2 separate regions of the Danio rerio genome follow, and region 2 is linked to region 1. A link is a contact called in public Hi-C data. All regions are on one chromosome and are shown on one strand. The core of a region is the stretch at or near the end of the contact, and the rest is flanking DNA. Distances in the headings are between cores, read along the strand shown. Region 1 has its middle 24 kb from the start of lhx5. Region 2 has its middle 19 kb from the start of mzt2b.

Evidence for each region. Hi-C and Micro-C count contacts between places; a contact is called where the count stands out from the background.
Region 2: a Hi-C map of embryo shows a contact between it and region 1, with 3 times the contacts expected there. The contact joins two enhancer-like sites. A contact is called at or near these places in 6 of 18 Hi-C or Micro-C datasets (caudal fin, embryo, hematopoietic stem cells and 2 more) and 1 of 4 datasets of contacts at active chromatin or transcription factors (caudal fin).

The regions. Positions count from the first base shown.
Region 1 is chr21:17,310,015-17,317,385 of GRCz12tu, reverse strand. No RefSeq gene overlaps it. Among named protein-coding and RNA genes, the nearest start is that of lhx5, 24 kb to the left of the region's middle. Within about 2 kb of position 4,050, at least 9 of the 62 cell types and tissues checked have an H3K27ac peak or open chromatin away from gene starts, as enhancers often do.
Region 2 is chr21:17,475,363-17,482,733 of GRCz12tu, reverse strand. No RefSeq gene overlaps it. Among named protein-coding and RNA genes, the nearest start is that of mzt2b, 19 kb to the left of the region's middle. Within about 2 kb of position 2,948, at least 3 of the 62 cell types and tissues checked have an H3K27ac peak or open chromatin away from gene starts, as enhancers often do.

The DNA.
Region 1 (7,371 bases), core at 2,801-5,300:
AGCTTGGGGACTGAAAAATATACACATACACAACTAGTCAAAGTTCAGTAAAGGTTATATTGGAGGTTCAACAATTATTTGATCAAAAATATAGTAAATTTGTGAAATATTTTTTTACAATTTAAATTACCAGTTTTCTTAATGAATGTGGTTTAAAATGTAGTTTATTTCTGTGGTTTGAAGCTGAATTTTCAATTTTATAAAGCCCGTCTTCAGAGTCGAATGATCCTTCAGAAATTTGCTGCTCAGTTATTTTTATTATTATTATTGTTATCAAACTGTATATATACAGGCTTATAACTTCAACTGTGTGTGTTTGTGTGTGTGTATATATATATTTATATAGCTGAAGTATATAAATACATACACACACACACAACCAGCCTTCAATCACAGAAATGAATGATAAATGAAAATGTAATAAATTCCCAGGACTTCTTAACATTATTGTACTTTAAGTGTCACTTTACTGGATTTAACTGTTAAATTTTACGTATTCAGAATTTTATTGTGAAATTAAAGCAGGCATAATGATTACAGCCAATTACTGTAAAATTAGCTATATCTATTGGACCTTAGTTATAGGAATTCAAACACTATTACTATTTTATTCAACATAGAAATGAATACACATTAACGTTTCTGCTAGTCCAGGCACTTTTTTTTTCTTGATATTTAGAAATATCTACATAATTATGTTCTCATAAAGTACTTACTGTAATTTACTGTGAATTTACATATAGTACCTTACTGTGAAAGTAATGCAATTATTAGCCAGTAATTTACTGTAAATTTAAAGTTGAATAATTTAGTGTATAGAATTAAGTATTATTTATATATGATATAAGATGTATACCTTTTTAACGTTATTCAATATTCCAAATAATAAATACATTTTCATCATATTATAGATATCATCATATTATCATATTACAGTTGTTAAATACAGATCAAATAAATGCAGCCTTGGTGAGCAGAAAGACATAACCAAACAAACAAACAAACAAACCAACAAACAAATAAATAAATAAATAATGCCATGATCCCTTAACCAGAACTTAACTTAACCAGAACTTGAACTTAACCAGTACACATACATGTTTTAACCAAGAGCTTCACAAACATATAGAGTATACACACAGTATATCTTAGAAAAAAATCTTTACAGTTTTATAACCCAGATATATCAGTCGTCTTCCAAACACACACACACACACACACACACACACGCATAACACAGAGCAGAGTCCATTATCACACAAGGCTTTTTGTAATGGATTTCCTTGTTTTGCTTCAGTGAGAGGAAAGAGGAGGTGGTGGAGGGGAGAGAAGCCTTCTGTTGTTGTTATAAATCACCTGCTCGTTCTCTCACACCTCGCTCTCCCTCCCATGCCATCCCACAATGCAACCCTCCACCCGGCACACAATCAGCCCCAGGAACCCCCGAGAAAGACTCTTTCACTGCAGTCTCTCTCTCTCCCTCTCTTCCTCCTCGGAGGTTTCATTAACTTGCTCGTCACCTTTTCTGTTCTCTTTAAAGATTGCACGTTTTCGTTTTGATTTAAGACTTCTCGAAGGTCACACGTTTGAGCATAATCATGCACAGTTTTATTTGAGCAAACTTGAGGAAAATGAACAATTAGAAGTTTTTTGCATTAAGAAAATGTGTCAGTCAAGTAGGCTGTTTGTGCGTTTTCTTTACCTATTTTTAGTGATACTGTTAAGTTTTCTATTCAATGTAAATCGAGTTATGTTTTCTTTTCTGAGTGTATATAACTCACTTTCCTTCGGCCCATTTCCGGCTTTATCAAGGGGTCTCCACAGTTGAATGAACCATTTACAATCCTCAGTGCTGGGAAACAGTCACGCTCGTCCAATTTAGTTTAGGGAAAACCCACGCGTGGAGTAGCCATTGTATGGGGGAAAATCACATGAAGTATGTTAGGCAAATAACCACTTACCCCTGTGCCGCCTCATAACTTTACTTATTAGCCTACTTCAAGGACATATCGAAGTTGAAGTTTCGTAACATCTATTTTTAAGAGGTGGGTCGTTAGCGCAACGCTCCCCCCAACCAGGGGGCCAGGACATCCACATACAATTTAGCTTATCCAATTCACCTATAGCGCATGACTATGGACTTGTGGTAGGAAACCGGAGCACCTGATGAAAACCCACGGGAACACAGGGAGAACATGCAAACTCCAATGAAATGCCAACTGGCCCAGCCAGCGACCTACTTGCTGTAAGGTTACAGTGTTACCCTACTTAAGCTGTAGCCTATTTGTTTACAATGTTATACTTCCGATTAAAAAAAAAATTGTAATTACAAAATAAATAAATAATGTAATTATAATAAATTATATTTCTATTTCTCAAACCATTCGTTCATTTTCCTTCAGCTTATAGTTTCTATAATCCTATTCATCAGGGTTCGCCACAGTGGAATGAACCGCCAACATATCCGGCATATGTTTTACACAGAGGATGCCCGTCCAGCTGCAACCCAGTACTGGGAAACATCCATACACACTCACTCACTCTCGGTCAATTTAGTTTATTCAATTCACCTATAGTACATGTCTTTGGACTTGTGGGGAAAACCGGGAGCCCCCGGAGGAAACCCACACCAACACAGAGAGAACATGCAAACTCCACACAGAAATGCCAACTGACACAGCCGGGACTCAAACCAGCAACCTTCTTGCAGTGAGGCAACAGTGCTAACCACTGAGCCACCATGTCACCCTACTTACTTCTCAAACCATTTAGATACTTTAAGCTAATCTAAAAAATGTAACATAAAATACCTTTGCAATGACTTATTTTTAAGCATATGTCACATTTAAGATTGATATCAAATGGATGAAATGACAAGTTCATTTACAAACAATATCAACAGCAAACTTTCCTAAAAAAACACAATATAATGAATTAACTACTATCATTAATCAAATAAGCTTAGAAAATAACTGGATTGCAAATTTCTAAATATTTATAAATGTTGGAAAATATATTAGTTTTTACATAATTGTAATTATCTGATTAAATTATAACATTTAAAAATATATATACAATTAACTAAATGTATACATGTTGGTAGAACACTCAACTAAAACAAAACAAAATAATGTAGCAATGTAGCCATTTAAATGTCTGGTTTCAAATAAACTTTAGTTTATTAATTAATTATATGTAAATTTTTAATATTACATATAAACATGTAAATACTCAGCATACAAGTACACCCCTCACAAATCTATCTTTTAAATTCATATTTTTAATAGGAGGATATACAATATTATATTTGTTCATAAACATTATTCAGTCTTGAAGCCAAATCTGGAGCTTATTTAACAAAATAACTTGCGATAACGGTAAAAAAAAAAACCCAGTAGACCAAAATTATGTCATAGACAAATATTAAATACAAATAAAAAAAAAAAGAGGAAAAATCAAGCAAAAAAAAAAAAGAAAAAATTTGATGAAATTTTGTAGTTTGCATTTTTTTTTGCAATATTTTGCTTAAATTTAATTGTATTTTCTTTCAATTTCTAAGTATGTTTGGTGACTAAAATATTATTTTAATAAATGTATCTGTTTGATAAATCTGTTTTGTTTAAATGCACCAAAATACATTACCTATATTCACTGAGAAATTAATAAAAATATTAATTTAGATTATGTAGCACATTAAAACGCTTTACAGTTACATTATTAATTAAATATTTTAAATCTAGAATAACTCAAAACTAGATTTATCAAATGCTAAATTACAAATAACATTTGTCTGTGTGCACTTTTTTAAACCAGTCTCTTTCTCCAGGGGTTTTAGAGCTTTAACATGTTCGCTTATTCCCACAACAGGCCAGATTCTCCTCTGAAGCTCAGCACGGCCATCCAGAATCCTGTGCGACCTCTGAACTCCACCTGCTCAAAGCCCCAGCGCTGCACCTCTGCTATCACCTCCCGAATCTCCTCTCCTCTACAGTTCCTCATGTGGCCACTGACTCTCCTCGCTCTAGCCTGAGGCTGGGAAATCCTATTAGCCTTTACCATGAGAGAGAGCAGGAGACACATCATTAATTACACACACAAACCCACTCCTGACAGCGCCAAGCTTAATCAGCCACGACCATAAAACACACACACACACGCGCATGTATATACACACACCACAAATACACACACCCAGCACAGACACAAATGTGCACATAGACACAAACACACATGCACACACACTTCAGGCAAAAACACCAACACAAACACACACCATAGACACAAAGGCATGCAAACCAGACAAACACACACACCACATACAAAAAAACACACCACACCACAAAACTGCACACGCACTAAAGAAATAAACATGAACGCATACACACACACAAACCCATCAATAACACAAATGCGTACAAACTTCACAAACAGACACAAATGACAGCGCACACACATATATACACAGGTAGATACATAATGACACAATCTCACACATACAGTCACCACAGACAAAAACACACACCACAAACACATGCACACCAGACAGACACACCTCAGACATAATTTCATATACACACACACCACATACACACACATCAATAACACACACAAATGCATACACATACCACAAACACACACTTCAGACACAAACAACATCACACACTCACATATATACACATGTAGGTGAAACAAACTCACACATATACACACACACAAATGCAAACACATACTACAAACACACATATCACAGACACAAACAACAGCACAAACACATAGACAAACACAGACAGGCAGACACAAACTCACATATACACACACCACAGACCATAAAATCAAACACACACCACAAACACAAACTCGCACACACACCACAGGCACAAATCCATGAACAAATCATACACATTCAAAACACATGCAGAAAACACACACACAGCACAGACACAAACACGCACACAATCACCAGAGACACAAACACATGCATATAAACAAAGATAGGCTCAAACACACACTTATACACACAAGCGCAAACTTACGCATACAGACTGCCAGGCACACACTCTCCATGAACACACATATACTGAATACAAAGGCAGGCTCACACAAACACACTACCTGACAAAAGTCTTGCCGTCTATCCAATTTTAGGAACAACAAATACAGTTTTTCTTGATTGCTTTGATGCAGCCGTCAACTGAAACTCCACATTTTCAAAACGGTTAATACACAGGCCTAAACAGAGGCACTCATGGTCAAAATGACACATTTTGCTTGCAAAAATGCACATATTGAGTCAAAACATTTAAAATATTCAACAAAAGCTAGTGTTACCTTCACACAACACAACTTGCAAACAAGTATATGAGCTCTTTCAATTAATCATAACACAATGGACAACAAAATACAGAACTCAGTGTGAGTCAGTGCATCATTGCTTGCCATTGTAGCCTATTGCCAATGCCATTTGTTGTCTTTCTATTTAGGTTGTCAAATCTGCCTTTTTGCTAAGAATTGGATCCAGAATAAGAAATGCTTTGATTAAATTTATATTGAATTGACGACATTTTTCGAATTGTGAGTGAAAACTGAAATACTGTAAAAAAAAAAAAAAAAAAAAAAAACACAAAATTAATAAATTCTGTAAATATTAGAGAAAACACATGTAAATCAAAATAGTCAAATCTATTGGGAGTATAGGACATAGCCATTATTGACCTCCTCCATCCATGCTGTCACAGACCTTCCACCGTTTTTAATGTTTGCAGTCTGATTGCTAATTGAAGATTTGTGTGAAGGAGTGTCCAACCGGTGCTTCAGTGAATTCATACTGATCTTGGTAGTTTCTAATTGTTGGGAATTGATGGTATCTGTTTGGTTACCATAGCTAAAACAATGGAGCTTGGACTGCTTAAATGACAACTGTGTTAACTGTTTTGAAAAATGGTCGGGAAAATGTGTCAACTCAATGAGAAAGGGTTTACACATTTGCAAGACCTGTCTTCTGCTCTGCTGGGATAGTGATAATGAAAATGAAGTGGAACAGAGTTTATTTGACCAGGTCAAAGCAAACAAGAAAAACTGTAATAACCTAACTTCTAGTTGATCATTTAGTATCAAAAGTGGCTTATATGATAGGCAAAAGCGTCTAGATTACGCTTATTTTACCAAAATAAAATATGATCATGCCTTGATTTTTAGTTAGGACAGTAAGGTCTGACTTTGCTTAAGGACGATATCTATACTTTTACGGTATATAGTATATAAAGTCATGGTGCAGTGGAAAAATAATTAATATTGTGTATATAACTTCCATGTGCTTGGATCCATACATCTCTGAAAAGACTCAAATAACTTAATTAATTCATCTGGAATGGCAAAGAAAGCGTTCTTGCAGGACTTCCAGAGTTCATCAAGATTATTTGGATTCATCTTCAATGCCACCTCCATCTTTATCCAGACATGCTCAATAATGCTCATATCAGATGACTGGGCTGGCCAATACTGTTGCACCTTGGCCTTCGTGGCTGTCAGCAACTTTGATGTGGAGGCTGAAGTATGAGAAGGAGCGCTATCCTGCTGAAGAACTTGCCCTCTTCTGTGGTTTGTAATGTAATAGGCAGCACACATGTCTTGATACCTCAGGCTGTTGATGTTGCCATTCACTCTGCAGATCTGTAGCACACCCCATACCGAATGTAACTCCAAACCATGATTTTTCCTTCACCAAACTTGACTTATTTCTGTAAGAATTGTGGGTTTGTGCAGGTTCAAATAGGTCTTCTGCAGTATTTGTGATGATTGGAATGCAGTTCAACAGATGATTGATCAGAAAAATACCTTTTGCTACTTTTCCAAAGGATCAACTTGAAGTCGTTATTATTTGTTGCTCTTACAACTGGGCGTTATACTTGGCGTTTATTTTGTTTTGTTGTTTTAATTGTTCATTCTAGTTTTAAGGTTATTCACGTTCCACAACATAATTAGTTAATTCCAATAAATATGTTTTTTTTTATACCTGAGAGAAGAATATTGTCACCTCTATCCAGTTTTTAAACACTTCATTAATTGCTTACAGTTTAACTGAAGTTACGAGATGAGATGGGTATTACACTTAATGATCGTAGAGTTTCTATTTCTCAAAATATCTAATTACAAAATCTATTTTTAAAATTAGTGTGCATAGAGTCAACGATGAACCAAAAGCGGAATGTGGAAATTAAGAAATATTCATCTAAAACAGCATAAAAAAAATACAGTGGAAGGCAGCTGAGTGGCTTTTGTTATAAAACACAAAAGAGGCGACATGTACTCATGACACACCTTGCTTAGCAAATCATTGGCATTAATATTCAACCCACCCTACAGCTGTACAAA
Region 2 (7,371 bases), core at 1,699-4,198, 170 kb before region 1:
ATTGGCTGATGAATTTGTGTAGTATGAATGGACATTTGGAAGTACTGCATCCACCATTATTGCTGATGTGCCACAGTTGTAATTATCACATGACCAACCTGTGTCAGTCTGGTCACTTCACTTCCATTCATAAATCCTCTATGGTGCCCTCGCAGGACAGGATAGTAGATTGTCCACTGAATGCGCACTTCAGAATCTCAGCAGATGTAGCACCATCTGTGTACTTTGTGCCTACTCTTTCACGAGTACTGTGACTGAGTTTGGGCATACTTGAATCTCATTATGTTTTACATACTATATAGTAAAGAAGTATGTGGACTTATTTATTTATTTTATATTGTTATAGTGTATTATATCAGACTAGAACTTGTACATACCAGTGATGTACTACCAGAGATGAAAGATGGTCTGAATTTGGGAGATGGAAGAGTCCATTGTTCTGCTTTTGAAGAAAGTGTAACATACACTTGGATCATGTGTGCCTTTCTTAACCAATCACATTACAACTTAACATCCACTGACTTTTTTAGTTGTGAATCATGGTTGAGACAGTAGGTTACTATAATTGCAGAGACAAATGAATATATTCTATCTTGTACATGTTGCAACATTGTCTGTGACTACTTTAATAAAACATTTCCCGCTCACTATAAACTGCAAAAAATAGATCAGTCCGAAACTAATGTTTAAGATTAGCCCACATCTTATTAATTCTTAATAATCTGTGGGGAATAGACAGGGTTTATATTTGTTTAGATTTAAATAGCAAATCATATGTGTGACCTTATGTTGCAGGTCTAAGGAGATAAGATGTTGCATAGATATTTAGCAACTTTCTTTCTGTAAATATATAAAAACGTATAAATATTTTTAAATTTCTGTTATGCATTGCTAAGAAATGTATTTGGACAAGTTCAAAGGTGATTTTTCTTTAAAGAATCTACTTTTTTTACAACCCCAGTCGGTCCAATTCTAACAAACCATACATCAATGGAAAGCGAATATATTCAGATGATGTGAAATTTAATATGATTTCTAACAAATGACACTTATAATTGGTTTTGTGGTCCTGGTTGACATACGACACTACTTTTTTTAACAGTGGATAAAACACAGAGTTATTTAATTTAACATCAATAAAGTTATGCATACATTATATGAAAATATAGCATTAGCGTTTTTGCAAGCTATAAACTTGAGAAATGAGCAAACACGGAAACACTCGCCAAATGTAAAACCAAGAAGAGAAATAGATTTATAAACCTTGCGTCTCAAAATGCATAAAGAATTGTTCATTTCTGATTTTTATTTATTTATTTTTTTATTTTTTGTATGTAGACATTAGTTAGGTTTTTGCTTTTATTAAAAAAAAACATCTTTGCAAAATAATGATGATACAATGACAAGAACATTTAAACAAATAACAAAACAAAAAAGAAAAAAACAAACAAACAAGAAAGTACAGTTCAGCTTACACACGAATTGGGCTTACAGGTGCACAAATACATACATGTATTTCAGTAGGTCTGGAAAATTAAAAGAATATTGAAGTATTAATAGTGTGTAAATCAATGCAGCCATGATATTCCTAAATAGATCTTATCAGGATAGAAGCAATATCAAAATCATATTTCCCAAAATATGTTTAACAGAGCAAATAATTTTTCACAGTAATTTCCATAAAAAAAATTGTTTTATTATGGCTAGAATTAAAAAAAATATATTTTTTCAAAAGCCATTTTAAGGTCAAAATTATTAGCCCCTTTAGGCAATTTTTTTGTTCGATGGTCTACGGAACAAACCATCGTTATACAATAACTTGCCTAATTACCCGTATGTGCCTAGTTAACCTAGTTAAGCCTTTAAATGTTACTTTAAGCTGTATAGAAGTGTCTTGAAAAATATCTAGTCAAATATTATTTACTGTCATCATGGCAAAGATAAAATAAATCAGTAAATAAGTTATTAAAACTTATGTTTAGAAATGTGTTGAAAAAAATCTCTCTGTTAGACAGAAATTGGAGAAAAAAATAATAAGGGGGGCTAATAATTCAGGGTGTTTAATAATTCTGATTTCAAGTGTAAATGTTGGCAGTCTGCTACAACAAGAACAAGCTATGAGGGAGTACCATGGTCCAAACGACTTTGGAAACACTCTTTACCTGATTAAAACTTTTTTTGTTGTTGTTCTTGTTTTATTCTTGTTTTTTTTTTCATAATATATATATTTTTTTTAAGGAGCAGGTTGATGGGAGGGAAAATAGGGTGTAAAATGTTTGCTGTGTCTACATGATTATTATTCCGTAGCTGTAATCTGTTGTAATATACAAACTGGAAAAAAGTAATAAATACATTGTACAAAAATTACAGTAGATACCTTGGTAAGCTGTACAAATCCAATTGTAAAATTATACTTAATTTAATATTTCAATTAGACTATTTTACTATTTATTTTTATAATAATTTTTGTTTAAAAATTTATTTAGAATTTCATTAAATCAAACATAAAAATTGTTTATTTTTTCACAGAGAATTTGGAGCGAAAAAATCCAAACTGAATTTGGTGAACAAATAAAATGAATGTCATAGAGCCCTAATATACCAATCCAACGATGGTATTGCTGTATTTTTTTGAAGGATATGGTCCATAAGTAAAGAACACAACAGTGCTCATGAGGGGAATAGAAAAAAAAGCTTTTGTTTGCCAGACTGAGAGGGATGAAGACAAAGACATACACTTGTGGAGAAAACAAGAAAGAAAAGAGCTTGAGGGGCTTGAGCTCAAGAAAATAGGTGTGTGTGTGAGAGTGTTCAATGCAGAGAGAGAGAGAGAGAGGGAGAGAGTGAAAGAGGTGAGGTGGAGGTTTTAATGTGGCCGTTTGTCGTGTTTATGTGGCTGTGGCGCTGCTCTCTCCTGCTCTCTGTATTGATGGCAGTGCAGCCAGGCTGTAATTGATGGCGGCATATTGCTGTACTCCGGCAAGTGTAATGGGCCGAGACACAGAAGCAGAGAGCACAGCAGGAACCCTCTTTAACCCTTTACGTGCTCATACATTCATGTATGTGTGTGTGTGTGTTTATGTCTCAGTAGGGAATGAGAGGTTTGCCACATTTCTACTACAGGTAGAATTAAGCCTATTTAATTTTGTAACCACACAATTGCTTATTATGAATTCAATACATCTCGTGTTCCTTCTTTTGTGCAAGTTTTGAGGTTGCATAAAAAAGATTAAGGTTATTCTCTTCTGTTTCCCTTATAAAATAACAGATGTATTGTGCTTGGTGTTATATTGTTTGCCTGCTTTCTTCAGGGTTGTTTCCTAGTAAAAGAAAGCTTTTATATTATTCAAAACTAGTGTGTAGTGTAAGTGTGTTAAAAAAAACAGATCATTTGATTTTAACAAGATGGAATGAAGGAGAAAACCACCATTTATTTGGCTAATCACTTATTCTTAACTTGAAGCAATCGCGTATCATTTTGTACATTAGTAAAAGTGGTAAAAGTTCAATTGAGGCGAAAGATCTCACTAGGAGAGTAACTATTTTATCTATGGTCAGAAAAATGGCTAATTTGTACAAAAACTAATGATTTATTTAGTAAAGAAACATACAATTTTAAAAACTGTGCCTCCGCCCTTAATCCTACCCCTCATTGGGAGATCATACTAAAATGTATGAATGAGATCATACAAATTCATAATAAGCCACTAATTTAAGAGGTTATCTGTGGTGGAAAGAGTACTGAAAAATCATACTCTAGTAAAAGTACCATTTCTTGGCCAAAAATACAGCCTAAGTAGAAGTAAAAGTATCTGTTGTACTGTAAACATTATTTAAAGTATGAGTGAAAAGTAGCCATTTTAAAAGTACTCAAGTGTATTATGCAGGAAAAAGTTGCTGCATATACATGTAATTTGTGTGAGTGTTTGTAAACGTAACATTCTGTAGTGGATTTAGTTATTGTTAAAGGCCCTTTCAGGTCATCATTAGACCCACATGGAATCTGTGTGCGCAGAAATCTGCATATTTACTCAGATTTTTGGCCCATCATTGAGTCTATTAATTTACTGTAATTATGAGTAAATTTATATTTAATCAGTTTTTAAATTAATTTCAATAATATTACTAACTAATATGAAAATGTTCATTTGATTTATTTACAGTACAGTTTGAAAAAATATTGTCTTTTAGTAGATACATTATATGAGAGACTTACTTTGTTTACCAAATAAGTGGATCTAATTGGTAAAGTTTTTAGTTATAATACTCGCAAAATCATTCTGCATAAATCTGTGGTTTTTACAAACTTCCGCAGACTCTGTCTGGCCCTAGTCATCAAACAGTAAACATCCGTCATCTCATCAGTGACATTCAGTCTAAACATTTTCTGGTTCAGTGCATGTAAAGTATCTTTTTGGACATTTTTTTATGCCTCCAAACAGTTTGCTGCATGTCTTAAGTATGATGCAATTTACTTTCTATGTGTGATTTGATTGGACAGGAATCACATGATTGATTTTCCTATAATCCTCATAGACAGGATTCTGCACTAAAAGTGTACTCAAGGGAAAGTAAAAGGACACATTTTTAATAAAAACTACTTAGTAAATTACAATTTTTAAGAAAAACTACTCAGTGACAGTAATTTGTGTATTTGTAAATTGTAACTTTACACCACTGGAAGTAATGAATTAAAAAGAATGACATCTGAATGAATTAAAAAGAATGAATTAAAAAGAATGAATTAAAAAGAATGACATCTCGAGTGAATGCATCTCATTTAAGCTCTGGGTTAAGTATGAATAAAATGTTTATTAGGGCCGGGTAATGTGCCAAAAAATAAAATCTCGCATAATTATTTTCCATATTGAATGATAAAGATATATATTTCGATATAATTGTTAACGCTTCCATATGTAAAAGAGAAGGCTACCCCAACAATGACTGAAGCCACAAAAATTAGAGGATCCGGAGGCCGAAAATTCTGTATCTACAATATTAACACACTTTTAGATTCCCATTGTTGTACATTTCACCTTTGTGATTGGCTCTTAGATCAATATAGAGTAGAAAAAGTCCAGAGCTTATCATTGTTATTGACATAAATTTTATTGTTCTTCGATATAACATCATTTATCGACCCAGCCTTAATGTTTATCATTCTAACTACACGATTAAAAAAAAAACATTTCACTTTAAGACCATTAGTTGTAAGCTGAGGACTTGTGAATTAAGTTGAACCTGGTTTCATATGGATTTTGTAGCATCTACTTTAGAAAAATTGAGAAAAATCCAGGAATTGCTCTTCGTCTGAAAAACTATACATCTTCATTGACCTGGGGGTATGTAGACAATCAAGATTGCTATTCTCGTTTACGTGTATAATGTTTTTAACCGTTCTTATGGTAAATGTCCTAAGGGAAACATTTCTTTTCTCTATCTATTCTGGTGAAGAGAACAAGCATAGTAGATGCGGATTAACAAATCTGAAATTGATCTGCTGAACTGTATTTTAACTAAAAGACTTGGAATGAGTTAAATCCAATTCGTTTCTTCCACTGCACGAAAACAAAGGTGACTCTCATTTGGGTGTTTACCTGCGTCCACGACTCTCCAACAGGGGGCAGTGTGTCTCTACTGCCGCTTGTGTGCTTTGGATGCTGAGTTTGTTGGTACCTCGTTGTTTCCCCTCCTCTACATATGCCCTGCCTGTGGCATCATGCGTCTATGTGCGAACATCTTTGGCAGCGTGGAGAGAGAAGGGCCTGTCAGCCAGCGAGATCCCACTGCTGTGAACATATTTGTTTGCTTGACTGTTTGTTTCTATTTCTGAGAGTTTGACTTAACCTTAGTCATTAGCAGGGCAGATTTATGGTAATTTTTATTGTTTATTCACATGTTTATTCATGGCAGTGTATGCTTTCATAGTGGAGAGAGTGCTAATTTATTCAGAGACTGTGTGTATATTATAGTTAGTCGAGATCTCTTGAAATGTATCATATCATATGTCAGAGCTTATACAACCTTAAAACTTAACATTGATAATACTAGATACATGTAGCAGCTTCCTGGCACATAACTGCAAAAGTCAATCCTTTATCTTTTACTTTCTTCAGTCTTAAAATTAGTGAGAGGAAAATAATTGCATAACACTTTATCCAAGTGAGAACTATAGCAACAAAGAAATATGTGTGTTGAGCTTCTTACAGGATAAGGAAAATGAAACTAGCCTTCCTTTTCAATATCCTGCTGACATCCTCATCGAACAGACATATTCACAAGACTCCGTTCTTTCAGACTGAATGCTACAAAACAATATTGCGCTCGCTGTATCTCCGAGCACACAAACTAATCAAAAGTCCTCCTGTTCGCCAGATAATGACTCCAGTCAATAGACTTGCTTATGTGACGCACTGTTATTTAAACAATACCTTTAAGCATGCTCTTTCCAGCTTCATAGCTGGACTATAAATTGATAATAGGTGTGTTTGAGAATGGTTCTACATTTTAAAAGTCTTAGGTTATTGCTTTCCTGATGCATTCACTTATTGTGCACTCCACTGTGAAAAAAATGCTGGGTTCCACACAATCGATTTGTGTTGAGACAACATGAAGGAATTAAGCTCATTGGTTTTTACAAATTTAAGTGGATTTAACATAAAACATTTACAGTAAGTCGATCCCGAAAATATACTCAAGGAGTTTGTTGTTTCAGCTCATTTTTAATAAGTAGTTTGAACAAACAGCTAATGTAATTTGTGTAGTCTTATAAATCAGAGAGTCTGTGGGCACTTCAGGAGTTTTAAAGTCATCCTCTCATTGGTGGAATCAGATTTCTGAGTGATGCGCGTTGCATTTTTTGAATAGTCTTTTGTTGTGATGCCAAATCCCCTCAAGGAGGAAAGCCATTGTGTTTACAACTGTTACAAGGAGCTTGCACTGTAAAAAATGATATGACAAAAAGTCGCACTGTAAATATGCTGGGTTCCACACAATCAATTTGTGTTGGGAACACATGAAGGAATGAAGTTAAATTATTAGTTTTTACAAATTAAAGTGGATTGAACATAAAACTATTAAGTTGCCGCTAGAAAACTCATAAGAATTGTATAGTTTCAGCTCTTTTTAAATAAGTAGTTTGATGAAACAGCGAACGTCTTTTTTGACGGCATGACAATAAATGTTTTTATGTTACTTCAACTTTTTTAATGAGTTAATCAGGTTTCAGCTATTTGTAACATAATTTTTTAAGCCAGTTTAACTAATGTAGTTGAGATGACTCAATTTTCATTTAAATCAACTAAACAAATTAAGACAGTAGGATTTTTTTTACAGTGTACTGGCTCATTATTTTTTAATTGTACATTTTAG